Linked DNA regions of Ovis aries: region 1 is linked to region 2. Evidence: chromatin contacts called from public Hi-C data. All regions are on one chromosome and are shown on one strand. The core of a region is the stretch at or near the end of the contact, and the rest is flanking DNA. Distances in the headings are between cores, read along the strand shown. Region 1 overlaps SLC45A3 (solute carrier family 45 member 3). Region 2 has its middle 12 kb from the start of CDK18.

What was found. Hi-C and Micro-C count contacts between places; a contact is called where the count stands out from the background.
Region 1: a Hi-C map of liver shows a contact between it and region 2, with 2.9 times the contacts expected there. The contact joins two enhancer-like sites. A contact is called at or near these places in 3 of 16 Hi-C or Micro-C datasets (hypothalamus, liver and tail adipose tissue).

The regions. Positions count from the first base shown.
Region 1 is chr12:3,267,105-3,272,672 of ARS-UI_Ramb_v3.0, forward strand. SLC45A3 (solute carrier family 45 member 3) reads right to left here. Exons shown (of 6, transcript XM_027976217.2): 6 at 4,311-5,568. Among named protein-coding and RNA genes, the nearest start is that of ELK4, 19 kb to the left of the region's middle. Within about 2 kb of position 2,042, at least 7 of the 54 cell types and tissues checked have an H3K27ac peak or open chromatin away from gene starts, as enhancers often do. A contact at or near this core is called in liver, where this site is marked.
Region 2 is chr12:3,098,023-3,103,475 of ARS-UI_Ramb_v3.0, forward strand. No RefSeq gene overlaps it. Among named protein-coding and RNA genes, the nearest start is that of CDK18, 12 kb to the right of the region's middle. Within about 2 kb of position 4,094, at least 14 of the 54 cell types and tissues checked have an H3K27ac peak or open chromatin away from gene starts, as enhancers often do. A contact at or near this core is called in liver, where this site is marked.

The DNA of each region.
Region 1 (5,568 bases), core at 792-3,291, 170 kb after region 2:
TGATATTTCTCCTGGCAATCTTGATTCCAGCTTGTGCTTCTTCCAGCCCAGCGTTTCTCATGATGTACTCTGCATATAAGTTAAATAAACATGGTGACAATATACAGCCTTGACATAGTCCTTTTCCTATTTGGAACCAGTCTGTTGTTCCATGTCCAGTTCTAACTGTTGCTTCCTGACCTGCATGCAAATTTCTCAGGAGGCAGGTCAGGTAGTCTGGTATTCCCATCTCTTTCAGAATTTTCCACAGTTTGTTGTGATCCACACAGTGAAAGGCTTTGGCGTAGTCAATAAAGCAGAAATAGATGTTTTTCTGGAACTCTCTTGCTTTTTCGATGATCCAACAGATGTTGGAAATTTGATCTCTGGTTCCTCTACCTTTTCTAAAACCAGCATGAACATCTGGAAGTTCACGGTTCATGTATTGTTGAAGCCTGGCTTGGGGAATTTTGAGCATTACTTTACTAGCATGTGAGATGACCACCCTTATGACAGAAAGCAAAGAAGAACTAAAGAGCCTCTTGATGAAAGTGAAAGAGGAGAGTGAAAAAGTTGGCTTAAATTTCAGCATTCAGAAAACTAAGATCATGGCATCCGGTCCCATCACTTCATGCCAAATAGATGGGGAAACAGTGGAAACAGTGGCAGACTTTATTTTGGGGGGCTCCAAAATCACTGCAGATGGTGACTGCAGCCATGAAGTTAAAAGACGCTTACTCCTTGGAAGGAAAGTTATGACCAACCTAGACAGCATATTAGAGAGCAGAGACGTTACTCTGCCAACAAAGGTCCATCTAGTCAAGGCTATGGTTTTTTCAGTGGTCATGTATGGATGTGAGAGTTGGACTGTGAAGAAGGCTGAGCACTGAAGAACTGATGATTTTGAGCTCTGGTGTTGGATAAGACTCTTGAGAGTCCCTTGGACTGAAAGGAGATCCAACCAGTCCATCCTAAAGGAGATCAGTCCTGGGTTTTCATTGGAAGGACTGATGTTGAAGCTGAAACTCCAGTACTTTGGCCACCTGATGTGAAGAACTGAGTCAGGAAAAGACCCTGATGCTGGGAAAGATTGAAGGCAGGAGGAGAAGGGGACGACAGAGGATGAGTTGGTTGGGTGGCATCACTGACGCGATGGACATGGGTTTGAGTAGGCTCCAGGAGTTGGTGATGGACAGGGAGGCCTGGCGTGCTGCAGTCCATGGGGTGGCAAAGAGTCAGACACGACTGAGCGACTGAACTGAACTGAACTGAATCTCTGTCCCTATTTAAAAAGCATCCTCCTGGCAGTGGTCTCTCCCCCATCCTCCTTGTACTCCTGTGTATCATTGGCACGTGTCAAACTGCCTTGCACCATTAGAAATAACCTCATTTGAACAAGCTTTATTTTTCCATGGAAAAGCCTCAGTACTCACAGAGAACAAAGACCACCTTTGATATATCTTCATAACCCCCTTAGTTACATGTACAATGGTGCCTTACACCTGTCAGTGAATAGTAATGGTTGATTAACAGATCTTTTGGGTGCCTATTAGAAGGTGGTGAGAGGGATCAAAAGTCTTCTACATTAAAAAGAAAGAAACTTTTTATATTGGAATAATACAAGCTGCAAAGATAATGCAGAGTCTTCCCCCATACCCCTCGCTTCCACTGAGTAGCACAGAAACAGCCCCGCGTCAGTGTGCCCGGGGCAAGTCACCCTCTTCTCAGCAGGCCTCGGGGCCGTCCCTGGCGAAGGATCCCAGGGTCCTCCCACTGCTCCGCTCCCTTCAGCTCACTGGGAGAAGTCACGGCCGCCTGTGAGGGAGTCTCGGGGTCCAGGCGGCTTTCCACGGACGGACCCTCACCTCGCTTCCCAGAGGCCATCCCCTCCCCAGGACAGAGCCCCCTAAGGGGCAGGAGGCCCTCCCGGTGTGCCCCCTCCCAGCTGCATCTGAGCTCAGTGAGTGTCTCTTCATTGCCACAGCCCTGGGGTGCACGTCATGTCCAGCACACGGGACAGTAGACAAAGACTGTGTGACGAGAAGGAGAGAACGGTCACTGGGCACTGCAGGGTACTAAACAGCATCCTGGGGAGCAGAACGTGGCACGGAGCCACGAAGGGCGGGAGTCCAGAGCTGTGTCTGCAGAGACAGTTGGCTAACCCCTCAGCATACACACAGTGGAATGACTTGTCAAAGGTCAGGCGTTAGTCAAGGGCAGACTGAAGTCAAGGGGCGGGATTGCCAGGGCACCCCATGCTCCTCCTCATGTGTGGAGATCTCGTGACGGTGTTGGGTAGCAGTGAGTTTCAACTCTGCACAACCCTCCAGCCAACGGTGACAAAGCTGCCAGGCCGCTGTAGTCAAATTTGATCCTGGAAACCAAGAGCTCTTTCCCCGGCTGCACAAGCAGCACCCCCAGCCCCAAGCTGCCCACCGAGGGGGTGTTCCCTACCCCCGCCCCTCCCACTCCCGTTCCTGCAGGGAGAAGCACCCCAGGCCGGAAAGACAGACCCATGAAGGAACAAAGGATGGGGCAGCCCCCCTCCAATTCCTGGGCTCAGACCACAAGCCAGCACTCCATCCTGTTCTGGGAGATGGCAGGCGCTGGGGGGTGAAGGTAGGGAGGTGCGGATAGCCTGACCCTCCTCTCTCCACAACAATCGTTTCCTTTCTCTAAACTCTGTTAACGTCTTTGCTTCGTGTTCTTAAATTTTCTATGTACATCCTACCTGATACATCTATGCACACCTGATCACACCTCTTATTCCTTTCCATCTAAATTAATGATCTTAAAGGACACTGGCCAGGTTGTGTCCTTGACTCATCTGAGACCCACGTGGAAAGGACTGAGTAAATCCTATTTGTGGTATCTTTGAGGTTACTTGCAGTTTCCTTCTTTCCAGAGCCCCCTTTCTTCCTTCTTCTTTCCCCCTTTTCTGTACTTCTTAGTGAGCTGGCATTTCTGTGAGGAATGTAGTTTAAAGCTGAGGAATTACCATTGTGAATCAACTATAATCCAATATAAAAAAAACAACAACTGAAGAGCTACCAACACAAGACCTCACAGCCTGTGAGCTGGCTTAGCGGGTCTCCAGTATTGAAAATTTGTGCTAGTAAGGCCCTCTGAAATTAAGAAAACAATCTTTGGCCTGCAGACCACACCTGGAGAGCGGCCCCCTCTCACTGCAGCTAGAGAAAAAGCCTGCGCAGCAACAAAGACCCAGCATAGCCAATGAATAAGTAAGTGAAATTATATAAAAAAGATTGTTTTAATTTCAGAGGGCCTTATCTCGGCTCTAGGCTTCAGGAGGTGCACTTCCTCGGTTCTTTGAGCGAAGGCTAATGGTGCACGGGCCCAGCTGCTCTTTGGATGTGGGATCTTCCTTCCCTTCCCACAGGGATCAAGCCTGTGTCTCCTGCACTGGCAGGCGGATTCTTTACCACTGAGCCACAAGGGAAGCCCGAGAAAACAATTTTATTTACAAGTGCATCGGAAGAATACATAGGAACAAGTCTAACCACAGAGGTAGATGACTCGTGCGGGGCTAGCCAGAAAGTTCATTTCCTTTGGACCAGGAAAAACAGTGAACATGCCTCTGGGCCAGCTTCTAATTTCTGGCGGCACGGAAAGGCTGACATTAGACCAGTGGCTCTTATTGCTCCTCACACACATACACATGCATGCTAGGCCAGGCCTTGAGCTCTGTTTCAGCATGGTAGAAATTAGAGAAGTAAAATATATATGTATGTATATATATAAACACGTGTAATCTCTAATCCTGAACCTAAATAGGCAGTATCGATAGAAACTCACCATGTATTGACGTGAAACATTTTTTTCCCCTAGTTTGGTCCACAGAAAAGGCCTAATACCAATGATCAACCTAATAATAAGTACTCCCAATGCCAATATTATGGTCACTGTGGAAAACAACCTTTTCCCACAAAAGTCAATCAGATGCCCTTAGAGAAAATAGCTCATTTCAGATCTACGGCAAGAAACACACAAGGTGAGCTGGGACAGCTGGTAATGCCAGAAAGCAAAGACGCTTTCAAAGACCATTAAGTCTGCTAGGGGCATCCTCTTGTTGAGGCTCTTCTTGGCCACACTGTGAGCCCTGTGATAAGGAAAATGCGCCCCTCCCTGTGCCTTACTCCCCTTCCCCCCAGAGCTGCTCCCCAGTCCCCGGGTAGGACAACGCAACAGGCAAAAGACAGATGAGTGCTGGTCTGTGGCTCCCCCTGCTGGCGGTGCTGGGACCTGCCGCTGCCCAGACCCGGTCTTGACAGGGGCTGGTCTTTCCCCCTCAGAAAAGACACAAAGACCAGTGAAACATAGAAGAAGGCTTTAATTTCATCACCATAAACATTATACTCTGATTGCTCACATACAGCATAAAATATTTACTCCGCTAAATAAATAAGACGTGACATTATTACAAACGGCACTTAAACCCCCAGAGAGATAAGACCTCCTTAGCCCAGGTAGGGGGTGCTCCTGAGTTTCTGCACTAGAGTTCTTAAGCACAGATATGCCCTGGGGGCTGAGACGGATAGAGGCTCAAAGAGCCACACTCTGTGCTTCTGGTCCCACAACAGCCCCAAAGAAGGGACTGTGGAGCGGGCGAGGAAAGGTGGGCTTGGAGGCCCAGTCCTAGAGTGGGGGGGAGTTTGGGGGCTGGCAGGGTCACGAGGTGGGGGGTTCTAGGGAGGCTGCTGAGACCTGGAGCCCCACCCTTCACATTCCCTAGCCCTCCCCACCTCAGGTGCCAGGAGCTGGGGTATCAGTTGGGGTGAGTGGAGTTTGCAAGCTCAAGGTTAGGCAGTTTGGAGGCCAGACCAATCCCTCCAGGAGAAGGAGATTCTGGCAACCCTCATCCCAATAACCAACCATCTCAGGGGACCTAGTCGCCGAGGATCTTATCCTACCCAACTCCTAGACACTTTGATTCCCCTTCTACTTAAATAAATAAGTTAAATATTTAAAGACCAGGGTCCCTGTGATGGCACCACAGGGGCCAACAAGCAAAGTCCTAATAAAGTGTAGGGGAGGGGGAATAGCAGAAAGGGGGTGCTGGAGGGCGGGGCAGCTTGCCTTTACCACTCAGGATCGTGCTCCCCCCAAGTCCTTTCCGTACTTGCAAATCCTGCAGAGTCTCACCGTAGAAACTCCCGTGCAGGAGCGGCAATGGGAGAACCTGCAGGATAAAGGCCCTTGGTGCTAGAACAGGCAGCTGCATTTACTCAAATTTGGGATTTACCCCGATCCCTTCACTGGGTATATCCTGACCAGGACCCCAGCTGTCCACCCTGAGCCTGGGCGATCCCCAGGCAGAGTCCCGCATTCCAGTGCATGGACCTACTTAAATGCCCTGCCCTTCTCCCCTTGGAGAAGTCCAGACAAGCCTTCTGAAGAGCAACCAAGCCAGCCGGCCCGAACGACTGGCATAGGGCTGGGAGGGAAGAAGCACCTTGCTGCCACCGGGAGGCAGTGGAGAGCCCTACCAACCACTTTGGCAGCAGCGGAAAGGGCAAGACCAGCCCCGGCCCCAGGAGGCTGAGCAGGGAGAGCTGGACTCAGGGAGGC
Region 2 (5,453 bases), core at 2,844-5,343:
GGGCCTGTCTTAACCCTTTGTGGCCAGGAGGTGGCAGCACAGGCCACTGAGGGGTGTTCTGAGGGGCAGGGAAGGGTGGCTGCACAGAGACACACAGCCCCCTCCAACCAGGAGGTCAGCCTCAAGCGGGCCGCTCAAAGAGGTCACGCCCTCTTCCCCAGCTCAGCGCACACACCATCTGCTGCTTGTCTGGTATTCAGGTGTGGGAGGAGACGCTGAATCACAGGGTACATGTGTACGGAAGTAGAGACACACATAGCTTTTGCCAACTAAAACCCTACTGGATGGGGATTGAGCAGGTGTCACACTGCCAGGAGCTCTGAATCAGGGGCCCAGAGGTAGCAGTCATTTAGGGAGTGGAGGAGGGGCGCTGGCTACTGCGTCCAGGATGCCTAGGTCCAAGCCCCTGCTTTACTGTCTCCTGGCTGTGTGACCACGGGCCAGTTACTCAGCCTCTCTGTGCTTCAGGTTCCTCAGCTTTATTCACTTGGCTGCACTGCGGCATGTGGGATCTTTCAGTGCGTGCATGGCCTTGTCTCTAGCTGTGGCGTGCAGGCTCTGGAGCACATGGGCTGGGAGCTACAGTGTGGGGGCTTGGTTGCCCTGTGGCGTGTGGGATCTTAGTTCCCCGACCAGGGATCCAACCTGTGTCTCCTGCCTTGGAAGGCATTTCCTTAACTACTGGAGCACCAGGGAAGCCCTGTTCAACTTTAAGATAGGGACAATGCTGGTATCTGTCTCCATAGGGTTGTGTAAGTATTAGATGATGAACTGATACCTGAAAACCCCTTAGAATGGAGCTGGCATATAAGGTGTTTCATATATATTAGCAATTAATGTTACCTTTAAAATCCACACTGAAGGGGAAACTTTCCAGGTCCCTCCTTCCCATGAAGAGGCCCTAAGATCTCAGCCTGAGGACTCAGAAAGGCAGCAGCCATGTCAGATCAGCCACTGGAGAAGGGTCCTGGGAGACACAGAGCAGATCACATCTCCCCAAACTCTCAGATTCCAGAGGCCACGCCAATGGTAAGGCCAGAGGGCACATACCTCCTTACCCTGATGTCCTGTGTACCTGAAGAAGGCCTAGCAGCTCCCTGTACCAGTCTCCAGGAGGAACTGGTGTTTGTGTGTGGATACATGCGTATACATACAGAAGATGGGGGGCTGTCTCTTTTTCCCTCACTACCCCGATTTTTCTCTGAATCTGAAGTCAAATGATGTGATGGAAAGAACCCCAGCTGGGCCTTAGGAGACCCAGGTGCCAGTCCTTGCTGTGTGACCTTGGGTGCCTTTCCCTCTCTGACCTCAGTTTCTCAAAGGTGCCTTCTAAGGCTGATGTTTCACAGTCTTTGAGTGGGCTTAAGACTCCTCTCCCTGGCTCCACAGCTGCACCCCAGCCTCCTCTCCCACTGTCTTCCTCACCTTCCCTCTCCCGACTCCAGTGTCCTTGTCAAAGGCTCCTGGACCTAGTAGTGAGGTAGGCTGCGAGAGTGAATGGAGGAAGACAGACAGCTTTCCAGCCTGTTAGTCTCTCTTTCCCCTCTTCCCCTGATGCTTCTCAGAGTTCGGGAGGTGGGCCCTGACTGCCAGTCTAGCAAACAGCTGGGCCTCTGGGAACTAGAGTCTAAAAACAGCTCAGGGGCAGACACAGCCAGAGGCAGAAGCCTCCGGCTTCTGGCCTCCGGGAGGGCGGCCTCTGGCCCCGCCTTGGGGTCCAGGCCTGGGACCTGCGGTGTCTGGAGGCTGCCCTGCCCATGACCAGAGCTCTACCTCGGCCCCGGCCAGCAGCCCTCTCCCCCAACGCTCTGGAGACATGCAGGCTTGCCCTGGAGGAAGAGGGTCGCGGAGTTGGAGGCTCCCAACCTCACAGAGCTTTATTCCTAAAGGGGCTGCTGGCATCTGGGAAGCCACGTTGACCACCAGGAGCCCGGGCTCACAAGTCTCTTCAGGATGAGAAAGAGGGGGATCCTCTCCTGCCCCGCTGGAGGTGCTGGCCGCCGAAGTGAGACGAGGCTCTGTCTGCTCTCCCTGATTGCTTGTCAGCAATAAACACTTCCCAAGCCTGGAAAACCATGAAATGATGAAAGGACAGCTTCTTCCAGACAGCGGGAGTCAAAAGAACTGAACCCAGACCAATAAGCAGGATTCAATAGATAACTTGGGGGACCCAATAAGACACAAAAATGCTGGGCCCCTGGTTTGAAAAGTATTCAAAATTTCAAGAAGGCAACAATAAAGCTTTAAACCAAGCATGGAGCCTCCTATGTGTGGGCCCCTCTGAGCATAGAGCCCTGTGTGATACATGATCACAGGCCCCAGCAGGCCACGCTGCCTGGAACCATCATTTACTAAGCGCCTACCATGGGCTAGACTCTTTATATGCAATATTTCATTTAATTCTCAAATAGCTCTATGAGGTAGACGTGTGTATGTCCTCTTCACAGATGAGCAAATTTAGGCTCAGGGAAGTTAAACATTTTGCCCAAGGGCACAGAAGCTAATGAGCAGTGATCAGTCACTCAGTTGTGTCCAATTCTCTCTGACCCTTTCGACTGTAGCCCACCAGGCTCCTCTTTTAGGCAAGAATACTGGAGTGGGTTGCTATTTCCTTTTCCAGGAGATCTTCCTGACCCAGGGATCAAACATGCGTCTCCTGTGTTGCAGGCAGATTCTTTACCTGCTGAGCTATGAGGGAAGCCCAGTGAGTGGTATGTGAATCCAGATTTTTCTAAGGCTAGAGCCTGTGTTCTTCTCTTGAGTGGTGCTGCCTCTGATGGGCGGTCTCTGGGGGCTGCTGGGAGCATGACCTCTGAGTGTGGGCACCCTGAGGTTGTGGCTGGGACTCCCTCCCCTGGCTTGACCTGCCCTATGCTGGGCTCTGGTGTCTGGAGGGCGTCTGCAGCCTGGTTTGAGCAATGTAGCATTGCAGAAGACACATGGGCTCTGGACTCAGACCTGGATTTGTATTCAGCCCTGCCTCTCACTGGGGACCTTCCCTGGTGGCTCAGACAGTAAAGAATCTGCCTGCAATGCAAGCAACCCAGGTTCCATCCTTGGATTGGGAAGATCCCCTGGAGAAGGGAATGGCTACCCCCTGCAATATTCTTGCCTGGAGAGTTCCGTGGACAGAGGAGCCTGAGGGGCTACAGTTCATGGGATTGTAAAGAGCTGGACATGACTGAGAGGCTAACGCTTTCACTCACTAGGGACCAGCAAAGTCACTTGACCACTTATAAGCCTCGGTTTCCTCATCTGTAAAGTGGGATAATAATGTCCACTTACTGTCATCACGAGCATTAATTCTGATCTGCACAGGGTGCCTGACACATAACAGGCGCCTGTAAAGCAAGTTCCCATCAGGAGTACACACTGGCTGCTAACCCTGTCCCTACTTTTCCTTTCTTCAGAAGCCTCCCCACCACCTCGGCCCCCTCCCTGCCCTTTGAAGCGCTGTCTCTAGGGCTTCTCCTCCAGGCCCGGCTAGTAAGAGAGATCCCTCAGCTCTTCTTTCTGGAAGAACCTGGCAATTACATCGGGTTTCGAAAGAAAGTGAAAGTGGAAGAAAGCAAAAGTGAAGTTGCTCAGTCATGTCTGACTCTTTTACAACCCCATGGACTGTAGCCCGCCAGGCTCCTCTGTTCATGGGATTCTCCAAGCAAGAATGCTGGAGTGGGTAGCCATTCCCTTCTCCAGGGGATCTTCCCAACCCAGGGATCGAACCCGGGTCTCCTGCACTGCAGACAGATTCTTCACCCTTTGAGTGTTTTCGGTTTCAAGGTTTATGGCTAATCGTGCCAGGGGGAGTTCCAGTGCCTAATGCAGGGAAATCACCAAATTCCTGGATTCTCAGTCTCAGGTCTGAGTCCTTTGCAGGAAGGTGGCCCAGCCCTGTTGCTGAGGAGCCATCCGCTTTCATTCCTCTGAGAGGCTCGCCAGCCCCCCTTTCCTCTTCCCATCCCCTTCCAGAGAAAAGCAGGTTGGCTGCTTTCCCGCAGGGAGGCTCCTTCCCCCGGAAGCCTCCCACCCACTGGGTCCAGGGCAGGATCCGGGGGGCCTTCTTATCTCGAGGGAGAGGTTTGGGTTTCTAACAGCTTCTGGCTGAGGTCCCTTATCTACTCGACTCTCACCCTCCTAGGGACAGTCCCTGGGGACAGAGTCCCCTTTCTGTCCCTCCCAGCCCGAGCCAGGAGGAGGCGGGAGATGGCTGCCCGGGGGCACACCTGTGGCCTGAAAGACCCTCCGGTGCCCAAGCAGATATTCATGGGAAGGACTGATGCTGAAGCTCCAATACTTGGGCTCCCTGATGCGAAGAACTGACTCACTGGAAAAGACCCTGATGCTGGGCAAGATGGAAGGCGGGAGGAGAACGGGACGACAGAGGATGAGATGGTTGGATGGCATCACCAACTCAATGGACATGAGTTTGAGTAAACTCTGGTAGTTGGTGGTGGACAGGGAGGCCTGGCGTGCTGCAGCCCATGGGGTCGCAAAGAGTCGGACACGACTGAGCTGCTGAACAACAACGACCCAAGAAAAGACAGCAGGGCCTCCCTCCCTGGCCCTCCCCCCGCACCCAGCTGGCTGCGGCGTCAGGCTGCCCTAGGTGACGCCTGCTCTTTTGCCCTCTCTCCAGGAGTAAATACTGGGTCAGGTTCAGTCACCAGCTGTTTAACTAAGAGCGGAGTCGTGAGTTCATAAATGGAGGGGATCCTGGGGAAGAAACGCAGTGTAGTATTACCACCCCCGAGTAGCCAGGGGCCAGCTCGCCGCGGCCAACAGCGGGCCTGGGATCCCGACCGTCCCAGTGCCCCCCTTCCCCTTGCCACAGTGGGCACTGCCAGATGCCCAGCTGTGAGGCCGGGCTGTCACGTGCGGAAGCTGGCTCCCCAGATGGGTCTCTCTTGCCAGGTGGTTTGGCACTCGGGTCTGCTCTGGGGCAGCCTGGTGTGTTCAGGTATTGTAGCTGGCCACACCTGTTCACGCAGATAGACTTATCTTCACCGCCTGGCCTCTCAGGTCTGTTTTCACCCGTTCGGACCCGACACAGCCAGATGTGCTTTGACCAGACATGCTTGCTCATGCAGATGTAGGGGCCTGCACCTAACTGATCACCCAGGTATGTCTGAGCTGATCAGGCTTATCTGCTCCCTCACGCAGACGGGGTGTGTTCCTGGGAGGCTCTGGCAGTCTTCACCATTCTGGTCATGGGCTCCCCCCAAAGTAAAAGGGATTGTGAGTATAACCCCCCCCCCCCACTTCCTCCTCACTCCTCCAGGAGGGGCCCCACACCGGGGCCCGTCCGGATTGCTTCTGGCTCCTGACCCCCGCTGACCCCTGCTGTCGGCCTGGCTCCCTCCCACTCCTCGAGCCACACCTGGCCACCCGGGAGCCCCAACCCCTCCCTGGCTGCAGGAAAAGGGGAAGCTGGACTGGGAGGAGCCCCCAGGAAA